Linked DNA regions of Mus musculus: all the other regions are linked to region 2. The links are chromatin contacts, called in public HiChIP or PLAC-seq and promoter capture Hi-C maps. All regions are on one chromosome and are shown on one strand. Each heading gives the region's core, a stretch centred on a gene start, on an enhancer-like site or on the middle of the called end of the contact. The rest is flanking DNA. Distances are from core to core; before and after follow the strand shown.

The links. Promoter capture Hi-C pulls out the DNA fragments that hold promoters and counts their contacts. HiChIP or PLAC-seq counts read pairs in DNA pulled down with a chosen protein or histone mark.
Region 1: a contact with region 2 is called in a promoter capture Hi-C map of embryonic stem cells, with 2.5 times the contacts expected there. The contact joins the promoter of Med17 here to the promoter of Piwil4 in region 2. A contact is called at or near these places in 15 of 39 promoter capture datasets (the 3T3-L1 cell line, 3T3-L1-derived adipocytes, the C10 cell line and 9 more) and 1 of 9 other capture datasets (liver).
Region 3: a contact with region 2 is called in a promoter capture Hi-C map of embryonic stem cells, with 2.5 times the contacts expected there. The contact joins the promoter of 1700019J19Rik here to the promoter of Piwil4 in region 2. A contact is called at or near these places in 3 of 39 promoter capture datasets (the C10 cell line, embryonic stem cells and liver).
Region 4: a contact with region 2 is called in an H3K27ac HiChIP or PLAC-seq map of T-cell acute lymphoblastic leukemia, with 4 times the contacts expected there. The contact joins the enhancer-like site here to the promoter of Piwil4 in region 2. A contact is called at or near these places in 7 of 39 promoter capture datasets (the 3T3-L1 cell line, HPC-7-derived erythroid cells, embryonic stem cells and 4 more) and 1 of 115 datasets of contacts at active chromatin or transcription factors (T-cell acute lymphoblastic leukemia).
Region 5: a promoter capture Hi-C map of the HPC-7 cell line shows a contact between it and region 2, with 2.9 times the contacts expected there. The contact joins the enhancer-like site here to the promoter of Piwil4 in region 2. A contact is called at or near these places in 9 of 39 promoter capture datasets (the 3T3-L1 cell line, the C10 cell line, the HPC-7 cell line and 5 more).

Annotation. Positions count from the first base shown.
Region 1 is chr9:15,276,779-15,281,484 of GRCm38.p6, reverse strand. Med17 (mediator complex subunit 17) reads left to right here and starts at 1,579. Exons shown (of 12, transcript NM_144933.2): 1 at 1,579-1,935; 2 at 3,762-3,928. The coding sequence starts at 1,692.
Region 2 is chr9:14,738,150-14,742,511 of GRCm38.p6, reverse strand. It overlaps Piwil4 (piwi-like RNA-mediated gene silencing 4), which reads left to right and starts at 1,840. Exons shown (of 20, transcript NM_001368831.1): 1 at 1,840-2,054; 2 at 3,058-3,121. The coding sequence starts at 1,968.
Region 3 is chr9:14,088,337-14,092,850 of GRCm38.p6, reverse strand. 1700019J19Rik (RIKEN cDNA 1700019J19 gene) reads right to left here and starts at 2,774. Exons shown (of 4, transcript NR_166640.1): 1 at 2,390-2,774.
Region 4 is chr9:14,001,517-14,005,909 of GRCm38.p6, reverse strand. No RefSeq gene overlaps it. Among named protein-coding and RNA genes, the nearest start is that of 1700019J19Rik, 86 kb to the left of the region's middle. Within about 2 kb of position 2,404, at least 22 of the 459 cell types and tissues checked have an H3K27ac peak or open chromatin away from gene starts, as enhancers often do. A contact at or near this core is called in T-cell acute lymphoblastic leukemia, where this site is marked.
Region 5 is chr9:13,772,022-13,776,597 of GRCm38.p6, reverse strand. All of the region lies in intron 1 of Mtmr2 (myotubularin related protein 2), which reads right to left. Among named protein-coding and RNA genes, the nearest start is that of Gm39291, 25 kb to the right of the region's middle. Within about 2 kb of position 1,672, at least 8 of the 459 cell types and tissues checked have an H3K27ac peak or open chromatin away from gene starts, as enhancers often do. A contact at or near this core is called in the HPC-7 cell line, where this site is marked.

The sequences.
Region 1 (4,706 bases), core at 330-2,829, 540 kb before region 2:
GGTGAGAGGTGCACTGTAGAGAAGTGTTTGAGAGCCAGGGCACCTGGTGGGCTGTTCCGACTCTAAACACTGGGCCCAACTAGGGTCACCCAGGAAGCATCTCCTCCAGGAGATGGAATCTCCAAAGCTTTAGTGGCTGCACCAGCACTACCAGCGGGATACAGGCCTGTGGACATTGTCAATAGTAAGTCAGAGGCTTCTGCAGGCTATAGATTCTTCAGCTGTCAGACAGCTATGCTAACGCCTCCATCTACACTTCATTGTGGGAAGCCAGGGCCCAAGGACTTGACAAATGATTTCTAGACAAGGCAAGGTTGTTCAGGAGCCCAAGATTAGACTCAAAGTGGTATCAAAGGCCAGCCTAGTCTACAGAGTGAGTTCCAAGACAGCCAGGGCTACACAGAGAAACTCTTAAAACAAACAAACAGAAAACGAAATGGCTGGACAGAAGTATAGGGGTTAGTACCTATCAAGCTGTGGGGCACTGTTGCCAACCAGCTAATGTTCCTTGCTTTTTCTGGTGCAGCCTGCAGGCTGAAAGTAAGAAAGGCCACTCAGTGAAAGACATTGCTGGACATGACATCCTAACACCATGAGGAAAGGAGAGTGCCTCTTGGTGGACCACCTGAGGAGTAGCCTGCTCATACAACCCAAGACGGGGTATTTGGGCCAATCACAGCCATTTGTTTGGCTAAACACCGGTGTCTTTTGTTTATATGTGTACATGTCTGTGAATGTGTGAGTGTATGCGTGTAAGGGTGGCTGCATGTCTGGAGAGATAGCATAGTCCTCCATTTATCATTAAGCCACCAGTCACAGGTCTGCACAAAGCCCTGGCCCAAGCTGTGCTTACTGGGCCAGGACAATCAGTTGCAATCTTTCGTGTAGGCATATCTGAGTGTTCTTGGAGTGTTTAAGACAGCTGGTGCAGTTTGGATGGTAGTCCTGCTAGCTGTTTGACTCGGTCTTCTTTGCTGGAGGCAGCTCCATCAACAGAGAGACTCAAACAGCTGCGAATTATAGTTAACTACCGTCGACAGTCTTTGTGAGTGCTTACATAAATGTAAAGCCCTTACGTACGTCTTCATCGTTAACTTCACGAATGTAAAGTCACCTAGGGGAAACACCTCTGGGAGTATGTTCCCAGAGAGGTTTAACTAGGAAGTGAAAACCTACCCGGAAAGTGAGTGGACTCATCCCACGGACGGGCTCCCAGACCGAATCAGCGGGAGTGCTGGTGTGTGTGCTGCGTGTCTCAAAAATCAAATAACTAACCAACTAACAAAAAAGCTGCGTGTCTCAATAACTAATCAACAAATTAATCAGGCCAGCAAGAAAGCTATTTCAAAAACCAAGCAACCAATTAAACAAACAAACAAACAAACAAACAAACTACAACGCCCAGCGTATCTACATAAACCCAGCCCACTCCACTTGCACTGCAGCGGCTGAGCCCGGTCAGCCGGAAGTTCCTGGCTCTCACGTGCAACCTACAGGAAATGTCCGGGCAGCTGGCCCTTCGCGCATGCTCATAGTGTTCCGCGAGACGCTGCGCGGAGGATTGTGGGGCAGCAGTGGGTAGTTTGCTTCCTCCCGGCCGCCGCGTCGGGCTTGCGGGAAGCTTGTTCCAGCCTTCCGTGTCGGTGCTGTACTCTGAGTCTCCGGCGAGTCGCCCTCAGGCCGCCGCCAGCATGTCGGGCGTGCGAGCCGTGCGCATCAGCATCGAGTCGGCCTGCGAGAAGCAGGTGCAGGAGGTGGGCCTTGATGGCACCGAGACGTACCTGCAGCCGCTGTCCATGTCGCAGAACCTGGCGCGCCTGGCACAGCGCATCGACTTCAGCCAGGGCTCTGGCTCTGAGGAGGAGGAGGCGGCAGGGCCTGACGGCGATGCGCCGGACTGGGGGGGCGCGGGAGCCGACCAGGACGACGAGGAGGGTGAGGCTTCGCCCTCGTTGCTGGTTCTATCCCAGGGTCTCCCCTAGGGTAAACTGTGTTTTGTGGTGGGTGGCCTTGAGAAGTATTGACAGCAGTGGGAAGGCCGACCCGGTCGGGACTCGGGGTCCTGTTCAGGCCAGGAGAAGAGGCATTCGCTTTTTTTTTTTTTTTTTTTTTTTTTTTTAATAAAGAACAGCTGAAAGCTTTTGGGGGTGATTTTAGGTGGAAACAGGTGATACTTAAAATGACCACTGAAACTTTGAGGTGAATGAATTACAAGAAAACAAAACTGAAGAGGGGGAGTTTGGAGAAGCAACCAGACTAGACTTTGGATTCTCCTTATTATCAAAAAAAACCAAAATTTGAAACCACAGTTTTCGATTTAGTGATGTGACAGAATCGGTTTAAGTGAGGATGTTCGTGTTTAGTGTGGTAATTCGCCAGGCAGAGGCAGTCAGATTAATGAAAAACATGAGCAAATAGACACCATCTCAATAAATAAAGAAAAATTTAAATGTAGTTTTCATAAATTTGACAGAAAGTTAAAACACCTGGGACTGAAGAGATGGCCCAGCAGTTAAGAGTACTGATTGCTCTTCCAGAGGTCCTGAGTTGAATTTCCAGCAACCACATGGTGGTTCACAACCATCTGTAATGGAATCCGATGCCCCCTTCTTTCTGGTGTGTCTGAAGACAGCGTCATTGTACTTACATCCATTAAATAAATAAATAAATCTTTTTTTTTTTTTTTTTTTTTAAATCTTAAACAAGCCCAACATTGTCATTATCCAGTGTTGGAAAGGCATGCCAGCTCAGTAGTTTTAAATGCAAAATTCTAAATGTGTATCACATTTGATCCATGAAATCCCCCACCCACAGAAAGAACTATAGAGCACAGGTATGTATTAAGATCCAGTACTGATGTCATTAGGAACATTTGACCTGTCTATTAAGGGACAGGCTTAAATGGCATGCCTCCTGGCTTCCAAATATCTTGTGGTGTGTGAAAGAGTGACTAGTTCCTGTATGCTGGGTTGAGATATGTCTCAGGAGGGAGGAGAGTTAGGCCTAAGATTAAAAGAAAACTTTTGACTTTCACTCCCTGATCCTTTATCATGAACTCCTTAGAGTGAGCATTTATTAAAAATTGATTAAAAGAAGCCGGGCACTCGGGAGGCAGAGAGACAGGCCGATTTCTGAGGTCAAGGCCAGCCTGGTCTACAAAGTGAGTTCCGGGACAGCCAGGGCTACACAGAGAAACAAAAACAAAAACGAAACAAAAAAATTGGTTAAAAGAAAGGTATAGCTGAGCAGTGTTGGCTCATGCCTTTAATCCCAAAACCCTGTCTCAGGGGTGGGGGGGTGGGGTGGGGGGAAGGTCTATTCGTGCAGCCAATGGTAATGCTGGTGTTGTAGGCCATTTGGGGCTTTGCCTGTTGTTTTATAGTTCAGGAATGTTGGAAGTTCAAGTTCTAAATGTTGGAAGGAAACAGGTTATTTTAAAGGCTTTTGTGGGGATGGGGGATATAGTTTAGTGCTTATCTGGGATGAATGAAGCCCTAGGTTTAGAAAGATTCGAGTGCCTACTTGAGATATGATGACAGCTTTGGCCTGTGGAAATTAGACTGGCATTTGTTTTGCCATAAGAGGAGTCTTAAGTGTTAACAGTTGAAGAAAGCGTATGAGAAGGAAGTAAAGGAGAGGTGGTTTGGAGGAGAGCTCATTTCTCCTTTTCACGCTTTTAAACCTCTAAAAGAGCCACCTTCTGTTCTGTAGTCAGTGTAACCAGTACACATGTGTTTCTGCTTTTCTTTTCTGTTTTTCAGGGTTGGTAAAATTCCAACCTTCTTTGTGGCCTTGGGACTCTGTGAGGAACAATTTGCGAAGTGCCCTTACAGAGATGTGTGTTCTCTATGATGTCCTCAGTATTGTCAGGGACAAAAAGTTCATGACTCTGGACCCCGTCTCTCAGGATGCTCTTCCTCCCAAACAGGTACATGTGCCTTTTAACTGAACATCTTTTCTTTAAGTCCCAGGACCAGTATTTGGTTGTATGCATCTTGTTCCCTTTTACTTTGTTGAAAAATTAAATCCACAAGCTAGAGCAATGGCCCAGTGATTAAGAACACATTGTTGTTGCAGATGACGATTCGTAGTACCCACATCAGGCATCTTAAACATGCCTGTAAGTCCAGCTCTAGGAGATCTGACACCCCTCTGACCCCTTCATATGCTCATACACACATGTACACATAATAAAGTATCATTAGTGTTAGGAAAGAGCACTTCACAGATGAGGATTATCTTTGAATCAGGCTCCTTATGTAGATACAGAATGAGTGTGGCTTCTCTGCATCCAGGTACTACCCAGGCCTGACCAGTTCATACCTCAGCTAGTCGGTGAGGTCAGGCGAGGTGGTGCCAATTCAGAGTAATGTGGTTGGGGCCTTTTGTGAGACTTAACTTGTGCAAAACCTTTTGCTTTGTTTTTGAAAACACTCTACTGTTAGAAAATTTGCACTTGTTAAGACGTGTCATTTGGGAGTATAGCTACTCAATAAAACACAAAACTGGTGGCTGTACACACAGTCTGCATCACTTCTCAGCAGTTTCCCTCAGTGAGTGTAGTTAATGCAGTGCTGCGCTGACACCAGTCACAGTGAGGTACCTACTTGGTCTTAGGTCAGTGCTAAGCTTAGTGTGGAGTGGTGCCCTGTACATGCTAGTTTCTGTGCATAGGCTGCATCCAAGCAGGGCTTTGGAATTTAACG
Region 2 (4,362 bases), core at 591-3,090:
CCTCTTCCAGGCTGCTTGACTAGTCTCTTTCTTCCAGATGACTCAGCCAGTCTGAGCCCTTCTACGGAGCTCATCTCTGAGCGTGTCTCAGCTCTCCTTTAGAGCTTCTATGTGGTTGAGAATGGAGAGGTCTAGTGCATCTGTCAGTTTTAGGGACTTGGTGAATCTTTTGAGTTGTATTTCCTCAACCTAAGAGTTTGCCTGCTGGATGGAACATGTCCCTCCCCTGGTGCTTTGTACCCTTTCTGCTACCCTGTGTTAGTTAGCCAAAAGCTGTTGACTGGGAATTTGGAGCATCCCTCCAGAAATACAAGGCTTCATCTCATAGAAAACTGCTCCAGAGTGACCAGCTCCTCTAGGAAGGTCACAGCAGACCTCTTGACATAGTACCCACAGGCCTCTGGTACAATACTAACTTTACTGACAGACAAGCATGTGGTGACTTGTCCGTATTGACACAAGTGCTTTGTCTCCAGTAAAGTCACCCTCGAAGTTCTCCCTCATCCCTCTGGCTATGCCTCTCTTAAGAGTTTACAAGACTGTATATCCGTTGCCTGAGTTACAAATAAACACCATGTTTGATTTAAATCTAGCTATTTAAGCACTTTTAAAAAGAAACCCAGAAGCACATTTTCCTGCACAAACCAGTACAAAGTTAAACTGTATTTCTTATATATTTGATTTGAGATTTTTTTTTAAACTTTGCAAACCACATCTAGGAGATGTGGCACTTGTGCATTTTATGTGTGGTGTTAGTTTCTCTTGATTCTGTTGGTTAAGAGGGCAGAAAAGATATCTGGTATTCTTGGTCACTTGGTTACCCTAAATATATGATTGCCAGTGGCTCAGATGACAAGTGACAAGACAGAATTCTTCAACACATTATTAAGTTCCTTATACCTAAGGCAAAATCTTGAATACATTATTGAATTCTAATTTCCTAATGGCTAACAGATTGACAGCTGCACATTTGGCATGCTTTGGGGTTGGTTTTTTTTTTTTAATTTTATTTTTCATTGCAGATTTATTTGGCAATGTACAGTACATTTTGTAAACTTGCATCAAGTTTATGAATAAAGAACCATTTAAAACTAAAATAAAAAAAATAAATATTTTTATATGTGGGTCTGTGTGTGCACCGGGAGCACACAGGAGTCAAGGATGCTAGAAGAAGGTGCCAGGTCCTCTGAAGCTGGAGTTCCACACAGTTGTGGGTCACTTCGTGGGTGCTAGGAGGCAAACCCTGGTCCTCTGAAAGAACAAGAATATACTAACCATTAAACCCTCTCCAGCCCCAATCTAATTTCTTTAAGATTTATTCGAATTGTTACATCCATTTTGGGTCATTCCAAACGTTTGTGTAATGGCCTGTCTACTAACCTCCCCCCCTCCCCCCGTTTCACCTCACCCCTTCTCAGGATACACCCTAACAAGACTCAGAGAAGCACACCTTATGACCGTCCCACAAGCTTCCCTCACACTTCCAGAGTGGTGTGTGATGCCATTCTATATACATTTATGATTGGGTAATTTCTAAAAACCAGGAGCAGAGAGATACATCCTCAAATGATAAAGACTGTATGCTGGGTATTTATAGCAAATGAGGGACACAGAGGAAGGCAAAAAAAAAGGTATAGGGGAGAGCGAGACAGAAAGAATAAAAAAGAAAAAGAAAGACATAGACAGAGAGGGGGGCAGGGGAGGAGGGAGGGACGAAGAGAAGGAGAGAGATTCATGCAATGCTAATAGGTGCCCACCCCCGCCTTGCCGCGCCCATCATGCGCCTGCGCATTCTGGGGGTCCACCGGGCCCTGCCCACCCACGCTCGGGTTGCTGTTTGTAGTAACTATCTTGGGAAGCTTGAATACTCCCAAACTCCGAGTCACAGCCACACCGTCTCTTTTGCCAAAGAGAAAACACTCCTGTTGAGGCTCACCAGCCCTGGAAAGCCGCTGGCACCCAGGAACATGAGTGGACGGGCCCGTGTGAGAGCGCGAGGCATCACCACTGGCCACAGTGCTAGGGAAGTGGGGCGGTCCTCAAGAGACCTCATGGTGAGTACTTCTGTCTATCCTTCCTTTGGCTATCCTGGGCAGTGTTTTCTTCTACATGCCTGTCTAACTCCTTTGAGGCTTTCCCACCTTTTTCTTTCAAGTAGATACCATGGAAGTGCAAAAGGCACTCTGGCTAGGAGGTGCATAGCTGCCTTCTATTTTCTTAGCTTTAATTCAGTCGCTGTAAATTGTGTGTGAAAGAATGAGAAAAACAAAGAATAAGCAAAAGACAGACCAACAGACTAAATAAAGCCTGAAGTATCTTCACTTGCCTTGGTGTGATACACTTGGTTCTGGTAAATGGTACTAGAAATCGTCTCAAATTCTGATGTGGAAAGATTCACCTGCTGTTGGTTCAGCAAATACTTGGAGTGTGGCTGTTCGCTGGGTGGTCAGACAGAAACAATACTGAATAAGAACGACACATCTACTGTTTGGAGAACCTTTTAGACTCAGGCCACACAGGTTTGTGATCATTTTGTCATTGTTATCATTTAGTAGAGTTCTCTTGACTTTGCTCTTTTTTTTTTTTTTTTTTTTTTTTTTTTTAAACAGACCAAGATACAATAATTTCTTGGACAAAGAAGTTTCTGCAGAGACAGTGTCAGTCTCTGTCCTTCCCTGTGTTGAGAGCTGGCTTTGGTTCAGTTCATCCCCAGGGGTCATCCCTGTGCTGAGGGATCACCCCACTTCCATAGCTCACTCACACTTCTGGGGCCTAACGCTGTTGTTATCTGGGTAGCTATCTGGGGCTGTTGTCTGTTATCAGATGGTAGCATGACTCAGCTAAATGCACTTGGCAAGGAGAGCACTCCAGCTTCCCCTTGGCCTTCTGTGGAGAATGGCCACCTCCCTCTTGCCCCTCAAGGGCATCTACCTCTAGTGTTTTCTGCTCCTGGATCATGGTAATCTACAGTATGAGACATGATACTGTTCTTGTCTTTTGATAATGTCATGGGTTGTGATTCGTTTAAGTCTGAGCAAACTTCCTACCTCTTTGTAGGTTACATCTGCCAGTCCTGGGGACAGCGAGGCCGGAGGTGGGACAAGTGTCATTTCACAGCCATGTAAGTATCTCTGGATCTGCCTCCCTGACCTCCTTCAGCCTGAGTGGAGTAAGAGGACTCACCAAGCCCGAGACACCAGACCGCACCGCCTGCTCTGCAACGGTTCCCTGAGGGATCCTCCTCAGAAGTTCACTGTGGCTTCGCTGGCGTCCTGGTGTTCCTCAGGACACCGGGATTCAGATGGGGAAGCCATCTTCTGATTCCTTCTGCTCAGCGAATCATTTTGAAACCCCACCAACCTGGAGACAGAGTGTTCCGAGCCCAGCTAAGCTCATACTGTGTTCTTGAAAATGACCTTGAACTTCGGACTCTCCTCTTCCCTCCCCAGCCCTTCAGTTCTGGCTGCAGGTGCACCAGACCCATTTTATATGGTTCTGGGGATTGGATTCAGGGTCTCGTGCTTGCTAAATAAGCACTTTGCTAACTGAGGTACATTCCCAGCCTTTGAAGAACACATTCCAAAAATACAGAGCAGTGACATCAAAGTGCCCATTTTCCAGGATGGGAGAAACCAGCGACACACAACTGTGATCCTTCCATCAGTCCTCCTTGCAAAGCCTGGTTCAGTTCCAGGGGTCTTGTCCACTCCGGGCCACACAGCCTAAGTTGCCTTGCCAGGTGTATTGGGTTCTGCCTGGGCTGCCGTGAGGAAGTACCATAGACTGAGGGGCTTCAATAAGAGACATTTGTTTGCCCCTGATTCTAGAGGGTTGAAACGAATCTGAGAACATAGTGCATTTCATATCCCTGGGTGAAAGCTGTTTACCACGTCCTGTATTGTGAACATGCAGGGAAGTTATTGATTTCTGGTCAGTAAGCTGTAAGCGCTGAGGTGCCACAGGCTCTCAGAGTCCATCTCTGGTGTGGTCTGATCTGAACTGCAATGAGAATGTGCTTGTGACACAGAAGGCCTGCTGTGAGAGGCAGCATGCTGGCCTGCCTGCCTCTGCCACTGTGACATTATCATGAGTAACTCAGCATGCAGACAGTCCATCCTTTACAGTAATAGACATATAACCTGATTTTTCCCCTTTTAACTCTTAAGTGTACAGTTCTGTTTTCTTCCTTTTTTTTAAAAGATGCATTTATTTATTTGATGTATGTGAGTACACTGTGGCTCTCTTCAGACACAGCAGAAAAGGACACCAGATCCCATTACAAATGGTTGTGAGCCACCACGTGGTTGCTGGAAATTGAACTCAAGACCTCTAGTGCTCTTAACCACTGAGCCGTCTCTTCAG
Region 3 (4,514 bases), core at 1,525-4,024, 650 kb after region 2:
ATTCAATTTTGGGGAAGTGTAATATGACAAAATTAGAGAAAATTCTTCCAAAGCTACTAAAGAACCATATAGTCTGGCCTGGCTGTGTCTGCATTAGCCAAAGGAGTATGTCCAGGTTATATAAGCCATCTAATCCCTGTTTCTTCTTCAGGAGAGTGGAGCTGAGAGCACACACCATGTGAGTGCAATGGGAAACACACAGCGTAGTCTATATTCTGGCCAAATGGCATTAGAAGTTTAGATCCAGGAAAGCCCAAGTCAGCCATGTGGTGCCTGTATGTGAAGAAAGTAGGGATCTGTGGTATAAATCTGAAATTTCCCACAGGCTCATGCCTTTAACACTCACTCCCAGCTGGTGGTGCTATTTCAGAGAATACAGAGCCTTTAGGAGGTGTGGGCTAGCTGGAAAAGGTAAGCTAGAGCCCAGCTTTGGGTTTTGGTACTCTTTGCTTTCTTGTTTACTACCATGTGAATGGATTCCGCCATGTGCCCCTTCTTACAGAGTCCCTGCATCATGTCTCCCCATCTACAGTGGGCAGAATCCATGAGCCAAAGCCCTCCCTCCTAAGTTGTTTCTGTCACATCCCCTAAGTCGCATGGACACAAACGTCATCCATACACAGAACACTAGCTGATCTACCTGAGCGTTCAGCACCAGAAGCCTGTCTTGTTAGTCTAAAATACCCAGTTCTGTTGTATACTAGACGGTGGCCATTGCTTTGAGTTCCAAGTTTCCTAATGTAAGAAATGTAAACTAAAATATTGCCCGAATGGCCAGTGTGTCTTGATAGGCAAGTTAGTGTATGATGGCAGAAGCTTTGTGGACACACACAGCAAACTTCTTTCCTAGTCTACATCTAGTTGCCAGCAGACACTTCCCAATCCCCAGGAATCCAAATAAGGTTCTGCAACTCTCTGATCCAGGGTAAGTGGGTTCAACTGATTTTATTTTTTCTGTATAGTGCCCCTTTCTCATCTGCTAGGTGGTTGCACAGGACTCAGGACTGAAGTACAGTCATCACGGAAGCCACAGCCAGGAGGAAATGAGCCTTGGTCCATGAGGAATACACTACTCCTCCTCCTCTCCTGACAACCGTGTTGGATTACAGTCTGGACTATTGGAATTGTAGCATGATTTGTACAAACAATCCCCTCTGACGTGTTTGTTCTCTGGAGTCCCCTGGCCTGGTAATTCCTGAGTCAATTTCAGTTATCGCCATGGTGGCGGTTATTATGGACTCCTTAGAAATGACAAGTGTTGGATAGAACATTCTGTTTTCTCTCTAAGTAGAACATACTTCTAGAATCTCTGAATCCTCTGGAAATAGAAATGAATCATTTGTTCACACATTTACTCCACATACAAACATTCAATGGGCACATGCTCTGTATACAATCTTGTCAGTTGAAGAGAGATAGAGAGATAATAATAGCTCTTGGGACCTCAGGCTTCTCAGAGAGGCTGGCCTACGACTAGCAGAAGGTAGAATGAAAGTGTGCCTGAACTCTCTCCCTCTCCGTCTCTCCCTTTCACTTCCTCTGTCTCTCCCTCTCTTGCTCTCTTTCTCTCTGACATCAAAGCTGTGGCTTCTGACAGAATCTTTAAGAGGCCATTCAAACTGCTTCCACTGTACTCAGGGTAGATCTGTGGAGAAGTTTGCTGGGCTCTGGGACAAACTCCCCTCGACTTTCTCTGCTCAAGGAAAAACAGGAGGGCTCACAGGAGCTCACTGCCATGAAAAGCAAATGTGTTAAGAGGTTGTTGCCCTGTGGCCTCTAGGAGCCTTCCATCCCCTTTGTCCTCACTGCTTCTCCATGACTGTGCCTTGTCCATTCCTTCTGGAACACATTGTTACGTCCTCTTTTCCAATGGCAGGGGCTGTGCTGAGGTAGAGCTGGTTCCCTTCTACCTTGCTCCTTCCCCACCTGGAACTCAGCTCTCCTCTTTGTAGGGAATTTCGAGCACTGAATAGGCAGCAGCCCCCTCCATCCTCACAGAGAGCACCAACAGACCTGGGGTCTCACCATGGTCATCCAGAACCCATGTAAACCTTCATGAACCTTTTCAGCAGGGCTTCTAGACAGCTGGACTTGACCCAGGAGGGAAACAATCTCTAGGCATCTTTGGTAACAGCCATCACTTTCCACCCCCACAAATTTATTTTTAAATCACTCTGAGATATGCATGATGATAAGCAATGTGTGGGTGGAATGATTGCTGTTAGTCAGGTGCCTCTTCTTTCAGGAAGTGCTCTGTAAATATCTTGGGGCTGAAGTAGACCCTCCCGCTGCTGAGCCCCTCTCACCATCCATCCAAGAGAAGCTTTCTCCTTTAGGGTCTCTTTCTCCTGCATGTATAACCTGGAACTATGCGCCAGTGTGAGTTTACCTTCTCCATCTCTCCACTCCGGAGTAGGCGACTCCAGATAGGACTGTGGAGTCCTCCATGATGACAAGAGACCTGTCCTGGAAGACCTTCTGGGAAACCCAGCGGAAGAGCCGTGGACTTGTTTGTGGATAACTGGTTGGCTCAGAGGATTCCAAATCCCAACCATGAATTTTTCCTTCTGAACCTATCATTAGGTCTGATTTTGTGCCAAACCAGTTCTGAAGCAAGACAGTGTAAGCAAGCCTGTTCATTCACTGTTATTTTTAGGGCAGATCTGTTTCTCATTGACTGGGGCCCACTGGGCCCCTCCCTTGCTTTGTCACACTCAGGACAGTCAGCTTGGCAGCACACCAAAGACCATGCTTGCCCAGAGGTGCCCTCGCCTGCCTCTCCTGACTGGCGGGTACCGGCCTGAGCTAAAGCTGCCTTTGTTTTGTCACAGTGGGTTATTTTTTCTTGGGCTTGGATGGCTCAGCAAAAGTTATTGGACGCTCTGCAGGGTACAAGCGCCGAGCAGCACAGTTTATATTGGAACTGGTGTACACTGTTCTAGTATTCGTGGGCAGGGGGAAGGGTCACACACAAGTCAGTGCTGTCTGATTCTTAAGCTAGGAGCCCTTCCGCAGTAACAGTAGTGCTGATAGGAACAGATGAGCAGGGGGAGCAGATGAGCGGGGGAACCAATAAAGCATAGAACAGACACTTGCTTGTCTTCAGCAGTAGCCACCCTCAGGCATCATGGGGGTGGGGGACGAGAGACAACAAAAAGAAAGTGATATTTAAATCAGGTCAAACACAGCTACCACCTCTTCCTCCCCTCCCTCCTTGCTCCCCCAGCCTGGAATCCTCTGTCTGCTCTCATCTTCTGTGACATCAGCTGTCTCCTTTGCCACAGAGAGTGTGGAATTTGAGCTTTCATGCCTGGCTTAATTTGCTCAACCTAATGAGCTCTGCTTCCGCCCCCGCTGCCACCCATTCTTTTCCTGGCTGCATAGTATTCTGCTGCATGCACGGACCGTGCTTTTCCTATCTATCTATCAGGTAATGAGAACTGAAGCCGTTTCCATCTGTTCGTGGACACTGTGACCGATAACCCAGGAGCACAGGAGTTGATTTAATGTCCTTTATATGTTTGTTCATATTGATATTATGCAATGTTTATATTAATGAAAATACCACTTGATATTCCATTAATGTGTTCAATTTTATATTTTTTTTAGCTAAAGTTAGGAGGTCAATCTAATTTAAACTTAAAAAGAAATAGTAATAAGACAGGAGAGATGTCTCCATGGTCAAGAGCACTGAATACCCTTCTCAAGGACCTGGGTTTGATTCCCATCACCCAAATAGTGGCTCATAACCATCTGTGTATAACTCCAGTTCCTAAGGATCTAACACCCACCCCAAGCATCCATGGATGCACAAACATATGTACAGACAAAACACCCATTCAAATAAAATAATATTGGTATTAATGCGTGCGCGCATACACACACACACACACACACACACACACTGCTTCAGTGCTTCTGTGGGCCTGCTTTCCCCTCAGGGTCTCCTCTTTCATCTGTGTCCTACTTTAAGTGTCTGCAGAGCTGTCTACAACTCCTGACATTCCTTTCTCAGAATTCCCAGGGACTTCCCTCCAAGACTGTGTGTCTTCCTGTCCTCCATCCTCAAGGCTGCTGAATTCCTGGGAATGATCAAATACGCATGTACCAAGAACCTCACACAGACTATGAGGTCAGTGAAGTCAGAGGAGCAACTTCATCCTAGCCCAGCCTCAAGTACTTTCTGGGGTGGGAGGGGGTGGAGGCGGGGGAAGAGGGACTGTGGGGTGGAGTGGGGATGGGGGTCACTTACTATTGTTCTCATCTGGCTCTGAGTCTGTCTTCCTATGTGCCTCCATGTGAAGCCATCTTTTAACTCCCTTCTCCTCTTGACACTATATAGAAAGGGCATCCCCCAGGCTTGTCCCTGGGACCATGTGTGCAGATACTTAGGTAACACTTTACAAATTAAAAGACCCTTTTCTAACCCTCCTTCTATAGAAGCCTCTTTCCCAACAATCCCGTGAGCTCACACTGGAGTTCAGACAGTTTCTGGTAGTGCTAGGCCTTAACTC
Region 4 (4,393 bases), core at 1,155-3,654, 740 kb after region 2:
ACAAGCTCTCAGGCTCTTCAACAGGCAGGACAGTCACCCTTTGTACCCAGTGAGAACTGGGAGCTGAGCTTGCCAGACTTCCAGAATGCAGCAAAGCCTGTCCCACCAGCCTGTCAGAGAATGAAGTGATTTTATAAGGCAGAGTCTGAGGAAACTAAGAGTAAAAAATAAATAAATAAAAGCAAACTTCTGAAGAGAGAGCTAAGAATAGTTGGCGTTCCTCACCGCTCCATGATGCTCTCAGGCAGGCCTGGCCCACTCACTGCAGATGCTGAGAGTCAGGCAAGGCCTTCCTTCCATGGGGACCCAGTTGTTCTTCCCACTCCTCCCTTCAGGAAGCTTGTGATGTGAGACCCGCTGCTCCCCTCTGAATGCTTTTGGACAACTTTCCTCTGGGCTCTAGAATCACATTTACCACTCTAGCCCGATCTCTCTGATTATCTAGCATTTCTGCTCTCTGATTTCTGCTTGTGACTTCTTCTTCCTGGATGGTTTGGGGTTTCTCTGTCCTCTCTCCTAAGGCCTTGAAGTGAGACTTGCTGTGTCAATGTGCTTTGTCTGTGTTGGGGACTGTAGGTATGGGTTATAGTAAATACACACAAATGATTTACAGATCAATCAGATAGTTTTTCTGCCAAGTTTGGGAGAGAGAACTAAAAGGTCCATTCATACTGTGTGCCCGTGGATTCTAAGTGATTTACATACAGTTTCTCAGTTCGTACTCCCTGGAAAACTCGAGGGAAGATTATTGTGCCTGTTTCCATATGTCATGAAACTGATGTTCTGAGCCAGCTAGATGGCTCAGGGGATAAAGGAACAAGCCTCCAAGCCTGATGATCCGAGTTCCGTGTTGGATCCCACATGGCAGAAGGAAGACAATAGTGTACTTTAGTACTGTTCCTCCCTCGACTTCTTTCTCCATCCCCTCCTGTTAGGCCCTCTTGTCCCCAGTTTCACTTCTACTTCATCTCATGGGTACATCTCTGAGTTGATGTATCTATAAAGTTGAGGACCTGAAGATAAAAGTAAAACTCAGTATTGTCTTTCTGAAACTGTATCCTTTAACAGCTTTCTCTCCATCTAAAAGACAACTAAACATCTCAAGTCAACAACTCACGGAGGCCTAGTCCATCCATGCCAGCAACACCTTCTGGCAGAGTTGAGTGACCCTGAACCATCCTATCAAGTAGTTGCCCAATGAATGCATAGAGAAAGTGTGGTTTATATATACAAACGAATCTTTAAATTCAGCAGTAAAGAAGAATGGAGTCTGTCATTTGCAGGAAAGAGGGAATTATTTTATAACTGTTCTCTGTCTTTGTGAGCCAGGTCCCCAGCTGAGGGGATGACAGGAAGCCACCAACAGTCACTAAGAATCAGGGCTGAGCAGCAAGGAGAATCCATGGATGCTCATTTCTAGTCACATGATTAAAATGAAGCCAAACTCTGGCTATCTGTGGCAATACCTACATGCATGACTGTTGAGCCATGTGTAGTATTGGCTTTAGACAGTCATGTCTCCATTGTCAAGCTTTCTTCTAAAGAGCTAGATTTATATTTGTAGCTTAGTGTGCTCTCATCCTTGATCAAAGTCTTACACACGCTTTTGCAGTGGTCAGAAGTTTATGTTGAGACTAATAACTTATCGAATACTTGAGAATAGTGATCATTGTTTGCTTACTTCTAAATGAGGCATCTATATTAGTTACCCCTCAACACACACACACACACACACACACACACACACACACACACACCAACACACAGGAAGCATCACAGAAGAGAAGGTAGAAAATTTTCGTGGAAGGATGAGAAGTGCTATGAATTGCTTTCTTATGACCGTGGCACTTAGGAACTCAGAGCCTCTGCAGTTACCTGTGCCAGACCTGTGAAAGATCAAGCCAGCCAGCATTCCTACATGGATAGGAGAAGTGCTATGAGGCTCCGGCCCCGGGTAAAAAGCTATTAGTGGTTGCTGGTCTCTGGAGAGAGTCCTTTTTCTTTGGTTGGGTGGCCACTGATGTGTGGACCTGGTGGATGATTCCACATCGGTGAGCAGAAGGGAAGGTAGAGGGATGGGAGAGTGGGATAGAAATGATCAAGGTACACTGTTTACACAGATGAAACCATCAAAGAAAAAATTTTAAAACGTGGTCTTTTTTATAAAACATGCTTCTTCCACAAATGAGCGTGAACAAGAAGCTGCGCATGATGCCGTAGGGTTCCATGATGCTGTAGGATTCCATGATGCCATAGAATTCCAGGATGCAGTAGGGTTCCATGATGCCGTATGGTTCCATGATGCTGTAGGATTCCTTGAAGAGCTTCGGTTGCTTAATGTGATGGTTCTGTGTGAGTTTCCATCCTGTCTCTTGAATCTGCTTCCTGCACACTCATTCCCCTGTCATGTCGCTCTCCCTTTCACGACTACAGTTCCTGAAGCATCTGTGCTCACTGGCATCCTTTTCTCATTTCTCTTTCAGTTCCCATGTGACTTTGCTGGATCTCCCATCTCCTCTTCTTCATGGATTCCTGTTTCTCACTGCTCACTTCCTTCTCTTTCTGTCAGCCCAGGGCTGTCTCATCCACTCTTGTGGTTTTCTTTGACATATGCTTGCAGAAGGCTTCCAAGCCTGAGCCTCCTCCTCACATCTCTCTCCTAAGCCCTAGCCTGTCTTGCCCATTCTCTCCTAGACTCAGTCATTTGAGCTGTCCCTCCCACAGAACAAACTTAAGCGGTCCAAAAGATTATTAAATTTTATCCCTGTGTCTTGGCATAAGCTGTATCCTAGGTTTACAGTCTGTCCTGGTTAAAAGGCTGATAAAGCCTTTGAACTTTCCCCTGTCTTTCCTGTATATATCCTAGTGATTACCCACCATACTCCACCCTCTCCACCTTTCAGGAGTGCAAACTTCACATATCATCAGCAATGAAAACAAAATTGGAAAACTATCTTAATAAAAATATAGTTATTAATGTCAATTTAAATCTACTATTCTATGTGCTGTACCTCTTTAGGAAACTGACCACAATCTATGTACAGCCTGATAGTTTTGGCTTCCATAGAGAGAGACTGGGGGCAGAGCCATGAATATTTAATCTGTTTCCCATTGAATTATCCCCCAAAAAAGCAGAAATAGAAACTCCACCCACTCACTAGCCCTAGTTGCACAACTGAACATTCTAGAATTTTATAGTGGGGTCACAAGGGAAAACTCAAAACAAAACAAAAACAAACGAACAACAACAACAACAACAAACGGAAGCAAAGGTCTTTAATCTGTGTGTCCCTCTTCAGGGTGGGGCTTACCTTCCTGCAGCTGCCAAGCTTTGTTTAGGTGCCAAGCAAACAAGGATGCGTTCTTGGAAACTGATGCCTAGCTGGGGCATACCAAAGGGACGTGGGGGTGGTTTGTGTGGTTTGTAAGTTCTTGGGCAAAACTGCCTTCCTGCTGCTTTTTGGCAACTACAATCCACATTGGGAAAGCTGTGAACAGCAGGGCTGCCCTCACCACCTGGCTGGATTTCCACTGAGCCATGAACCAGAGGGTCCATTCTTGTAAAGAGCCTCCTTTTATTTTCTCCTGCTAACAAAGAACACATGGGCCATGGGAGGCATCAGTTCCTTTTACTCCCAATTTAGACACAAATAGAGCTAGGTGCTTCTTTTGTGAAAAGGAGTTCCCAGAGTTCCCCCAACCCACTGCTCCTTTAGTCCTGGGAGCTTTGGGATCCGTTGGTATTGTAATTAACTCCCACCCAAGGCTGACAGTACTAAAAATTTCACTAGTGGCTAGTGGTCATGAATTTAAAACATTATCAGTATGACCACCATGGTCTTCTAACAGCCTCTTCTTTCATTCTCAGCTAGCCCAGAGATGGTCCGTGTGATGTGCACATGTGTGCATGTGTATCTTCAGATATGTGTGCAGGTGCCTATCCATATGTTTGTGAAGAGATCAGCTCAGAGCTTTGGAATTTTCCAAAATTCCACTGGACCCCTCCTCTCCTGGAAAAGACAGGCCAGAGAGCACGTAGGCCAGAAGGGAGAGGCTGAGTAAGCCCCTACTACCTCATTCCCTAAAGATCAACCAGTTTAAAGGGAGCACTGTTCCACCAATCAGATTATGCCTAGTTGCTGATACTCTGTTCCACTCCAGGGAACCATATCCAAACTCACCGGAACAGGCCACTAGGGGCGCACTTCCTCTCCTTCGGGTTTGGGACTACCCCAGTCTACTGGAACAATAAATTCCTCTTGCTTTTTGCATCGATTCTAGCTCCATGTGGTTCACTAAGGATGTCCCCGGTAGGCTAAGATTCGCCAGAGTCCTACATTTGGACATGCCTAGCATCTTCTTCCTTCTCTACCTCATTCATTGAAGCAGACTC
Region 5 (4,576 bases), core at 423-2,922, 970 kb after region 2:
GTTCTTATGTTTCTATTGTAGTATACTTTTCTGTCTTCACATATAGAAAACTTCTGATATAAGTGGCCTTTTATACAACTGGCTATAATCCTTCCTTGTTAATTAACTAACCATACCTTTCTCAAAAAGGGCTTTTCCTGGTCACCTGGCCTATTCCTATTTCTTTCTATTCCAATAGTGCTGTCTAAAATTGTGGCAATTTTACTGTCCACCAGGATACATTCCTTATCCACATTTCTGCTTTATCAACATGAACATTATCAGTTCTGGAGCAACACTGCTTCTGTAAGCTTTAACCTGAAGGATTCAATTTCTCAGCACAGATGTTCTTCATTCCAATAACCTTGCTTTCTTACTTGCCTTTTGGCTAGTCTTCAGCCTAATACACCAGTCCTCCAACGTGTCCATTCCCCCTTATCCACTGCTCTTCTCTTCCTGCTCACTTCCCCTTTCCTATCCAACTTGTCCCTAAAATCTCACATGCAGCTGGCATAGATAAGATACTTGCAAAATCCTTGTTGGATAAATCCATAAGTGAAAGAATAAGGATCAAAGAACTGGAAGACTGAAATCAACCCCCTTAGAGGCTGTTGGAAAACCTCACCCCCAAGCCCACCTTCAGTAACCTAGCAACAGCAGGCCACATCATCATCAGCTGCCAAGATACAACACAATTCCACTGCTGTCATTAGGTGCATATTATCCCTATGCGCATGTGCTATACCCCTTATTAAAAGCCAGTACCTTCTCCTCCTGCTCTCTCTCCCCTTCCACCCTGGCTCAGAGGCAGTCTCTGCATTTTGCCCCACTCCCCCAATAAATCTCTTGCATGTGATCTGTTGTATGGTGTGATATTTGCAGCATGCCTTAGCCTATACCCAAATTACTTGGCCACTAAATCGTAACACTGGTGTCATGACTCGGTAGGATATCCTGGTGTCTGTACACTTCCCAATCATGGAGTCACACCAGGACCCTATCCCTTGTCCCCAATCCTCCTCCAAGAGACTCCATTTCTGTTTCACCTAATGCTAGGCACCCAATCCAACACTGGCAAATAGCAAGTTTTCCCTCCAATCCGTGTGAGCGCTTCTCTGGATCCGAGGGAGTAACTGCTGAGTTTCTGGCACCTCCCTGGTATTCTTGGAGGCAGAGGTACCCCCAGCCATGGTCTTTAAGAATACTATTGAAGCTCTTCACAGATACTCACCTCTGACCATTTCACGCTTGAGCAAGCTAGCTAGTAGCTAGTTTGCCTCTCTCTCTCTCTTTCTTTCTTCCTTCCTTCCTCCCTTTCTTTCTGGCTTCATTTGAAAGTCCTGGTACCTGCTACTTGTGTCTTCCAGCTTTTAGCCCTGGCCCTTGAACTGTGAGGTGACAATCGCATGCCTTCTGGAGAACTACTGACTGCTTCACCTAGCACCCAACTTAAAGGCCTCTAAACTTACTGCCTTTGCAGTGGAATATATCTCAATACCCCTTAGATAAACAATCAAAATGGCTGCCCAACAGCAACCTAGGTCCGGACATTAATAGGAACCTCTATAGATACTTCCAGCAACCTGGGAAATAGAGGGAGAGTCTATGTCTAAGCTTTCTCTTATCTCTGCTCCAAGCCCTCCCTCTGTTATTCCTGTTCCTGTTTCCCTACTCAGCTTCTTCTAGCTAAGAAGTCTGAATAAGAGGAACTTCCATTATTCTTGACTCTGCTAAGAGCCCCCTGACTCCCTGCTAGTCTCAACCCACAACTGCTTCTTTTCTGGCTCTCTCAGCAACAGACTACTCCAAGCACCCACTCTGATGCCCACTTTTACCCCACCATCTGCTATACCCCCAGCCCCACTACTCACTCCTGCTCTTCAATGGGACACCTTCTGTCCCTTCCGATCCCCTTAACTCCACCTCAATTCTCACTTTGCAAGAGGTTGCAAGAGGATGGTCTGGTCAAGGTACATGTCTACTGTTCATTAAGTGAACTCTCTTAAATAGAAAAAAAATAAAATAAAAACAACAAAAACAAAAAGTAAAAACTAAAACAAACAAAAACAAAACAAAACCTGGGTTTTATACCTCTAACTCATCTACTTTCATTAAAGAATTCCAATTTATCACCAAACCCTACAGTCTCACTTTCTATGACTAACAATCAACTTCTCAATGAGGCAGTCTGTCAGGGACCCCCAGTGGGACTGCAATACCCCAGTGGGGGCATTCTAGCTAGAGATCAGCTTACAACTTGCCTCCTGGCCAGTCTCCAATAGATCATCTAGAACAAACATCAATCCATCTCAATTTCTAGAATGCCTCACAAAGGCCTGCTTACATTACAGTACACCAATCTAGATCCTGAAAACCCAGAGGACAAACAACTCCTCATGACCTATTTCTGTTCTCAGAGTTGCCCCAATATTAGGGCCAAGCTTAAGTGCTTAGAGACAGGACCCATAAGGGCCATAAACAAAATTAACAAATGCTGACCAAGGCCATTCAACCAGCTTCAGCTACTTCTCAGGCTCCCTTGCCTCCTAAGACCACCAGGTCTCCGTTTCAAATGTATTCAGGAGGGTCACAGGGCCTGGGCCTGCCCTAACCTCTGCAGACTACCCTGGCCATGTCCAAGTGCCTTCAAGAGTCAACAATGGGCTGTTGACTTGCCCCCCGAGTCCCTCATAGAACAGGGACATCAGACTCATATCACCTTCCAACCCACCTTTTAGACCTAATCATGGACAACTGAAGGGGTCTGGGCTCACATGGCCTGACTACTGTCATCTCTAACAGGGAGCTCTGTGTAGGCATTATGGTAAGCCATCTCCTTCCTCCAGAACACCACTTACTCTGCCTGACAGGAGTTTTGGGGACCCACCTCTTCTCCTCATTTCCCTATTGTCAGGGCAGGGGAGCAACCTTTCCAACCTCACTAGACCCTACCTCTCAACTGCATTTTCAGAGGTGTTCCTCTCACCCCATTCTTTACTGGTGGTGCCAACCTGTTCCATTCCCTTATTGGGAAGGGATCTTCTAGCCAAAGTGGGAGCCTCTATTTCCTTTGAATCCTCCCACCCCTTGCCTGACCCCAAGCCAGACAGAAGCCCTTTTCCTCCTAGCCACCCAACCTACTGGTTCCAACACATTTCCTTGGGAAGAGGAGGGGAGGGAGAGGGAGAGAAAGCAGAGGAGGAGAAGACAATGAGAACAGGAGGCCTCCACTAGAAGTGATGGAACAGTAGCACATGGCTGAGTAAAACGCATCCCTAGGGCATCAGACGGCTGGAGCAGAAATAACCCAGAAAGATTCACATAGCAAGTATTTAGGGTCCATAGCCAGTCCAGCCACTAGAAAAGCTTACTAGGGGCTATCCCCCAGTATTTGCCAAAACCAAATAAGCATCAATCAATTAATTTGCAATTAATTGATTAATTTAATTACAATTAATTTTATATTACAATTTAATACAATTAATTAATTTAAATTAATCAATTAATTTACAAACTCACCCCTTTAGCACCTCCATACTTGCAGCTAAAAATCCCAATGGGGCCTACAGCCTGATTCAAGATATCCAGTTCATCCATTCTGCAGTGGCTCACTCTGCCCTGTCATAGCTAACCCTTACACAACACACTCCTGTCCACTATCCCCTCAGGAACCTCCCATTTCTCAGTCCTGAACCTCAAGAGTGCTTTCTTTTTTTTCTTTTTATTCCCTTTGACACTCAGTCACAATACATCCTTGTTGTCACCTGGACTCACCTTAACACTCCCCTCTCTACTTAAGGCACCTGGACTGCCCTACTCCAGGGGTTCCAGGATAGCCCACACCCATTTGACCAGGCTATGGCCGGGGATCTCCTTTCTCCTTCCTCTCTCTCTCTCTAAATCTAAATCTAAAATTATATAGTATGTAAATGACCTTCTCCTCTGCAATCTCTCCCTACAAATTAGCTAAACTGACACCTCTGCTCTTCTAAAAGACTTCTTGTCCAGTTGGGGCTAATGGAGTCTCTCTAAGGTTCAACTGTCCACTCTTCAGGTCACCTACTTGGGACTAACCATTATCTTGGATAGAAGACACCTAAAGCAGCTCCATGCAGTCCCCTCTACCAAAAAGGGGATGTTATCATTCCTAGGAACCCCCAGCTTCCTATACTCCTGAACACCCTCCCTCCCTCCCCCTCAGCCCCCTCACATGAATCCCTCACATGAACCCTTTCTCACCCATTACCAAGCCCATCAGAAGCTCCACAGGCCTTCATCTAGGTCCCAGCTCTATAACTCTCGGACCTAACCCATCCCTTCTCCCTCTATGTAACAAAAACATGAGGGATATGCACCTGGGATCCTAGGCCACCAACTGAGACCTTCCTTGGCACCCATGGTATATCTGTCAAAAAAAAATTAGACCTTATCACTCAGAGATGGGCAGCCTTCATAGTTGCTTTAGAAGCTGCTGAGCTCCACATTCATTAATCAAAGAAAGTAACTTTTAGTCACTTCACTATCATTTCCTCTCACAACCTGTCCCACCTCTTGACATACAAAACTTACAAACTCTACCTCCTATCTGGATTCTTTC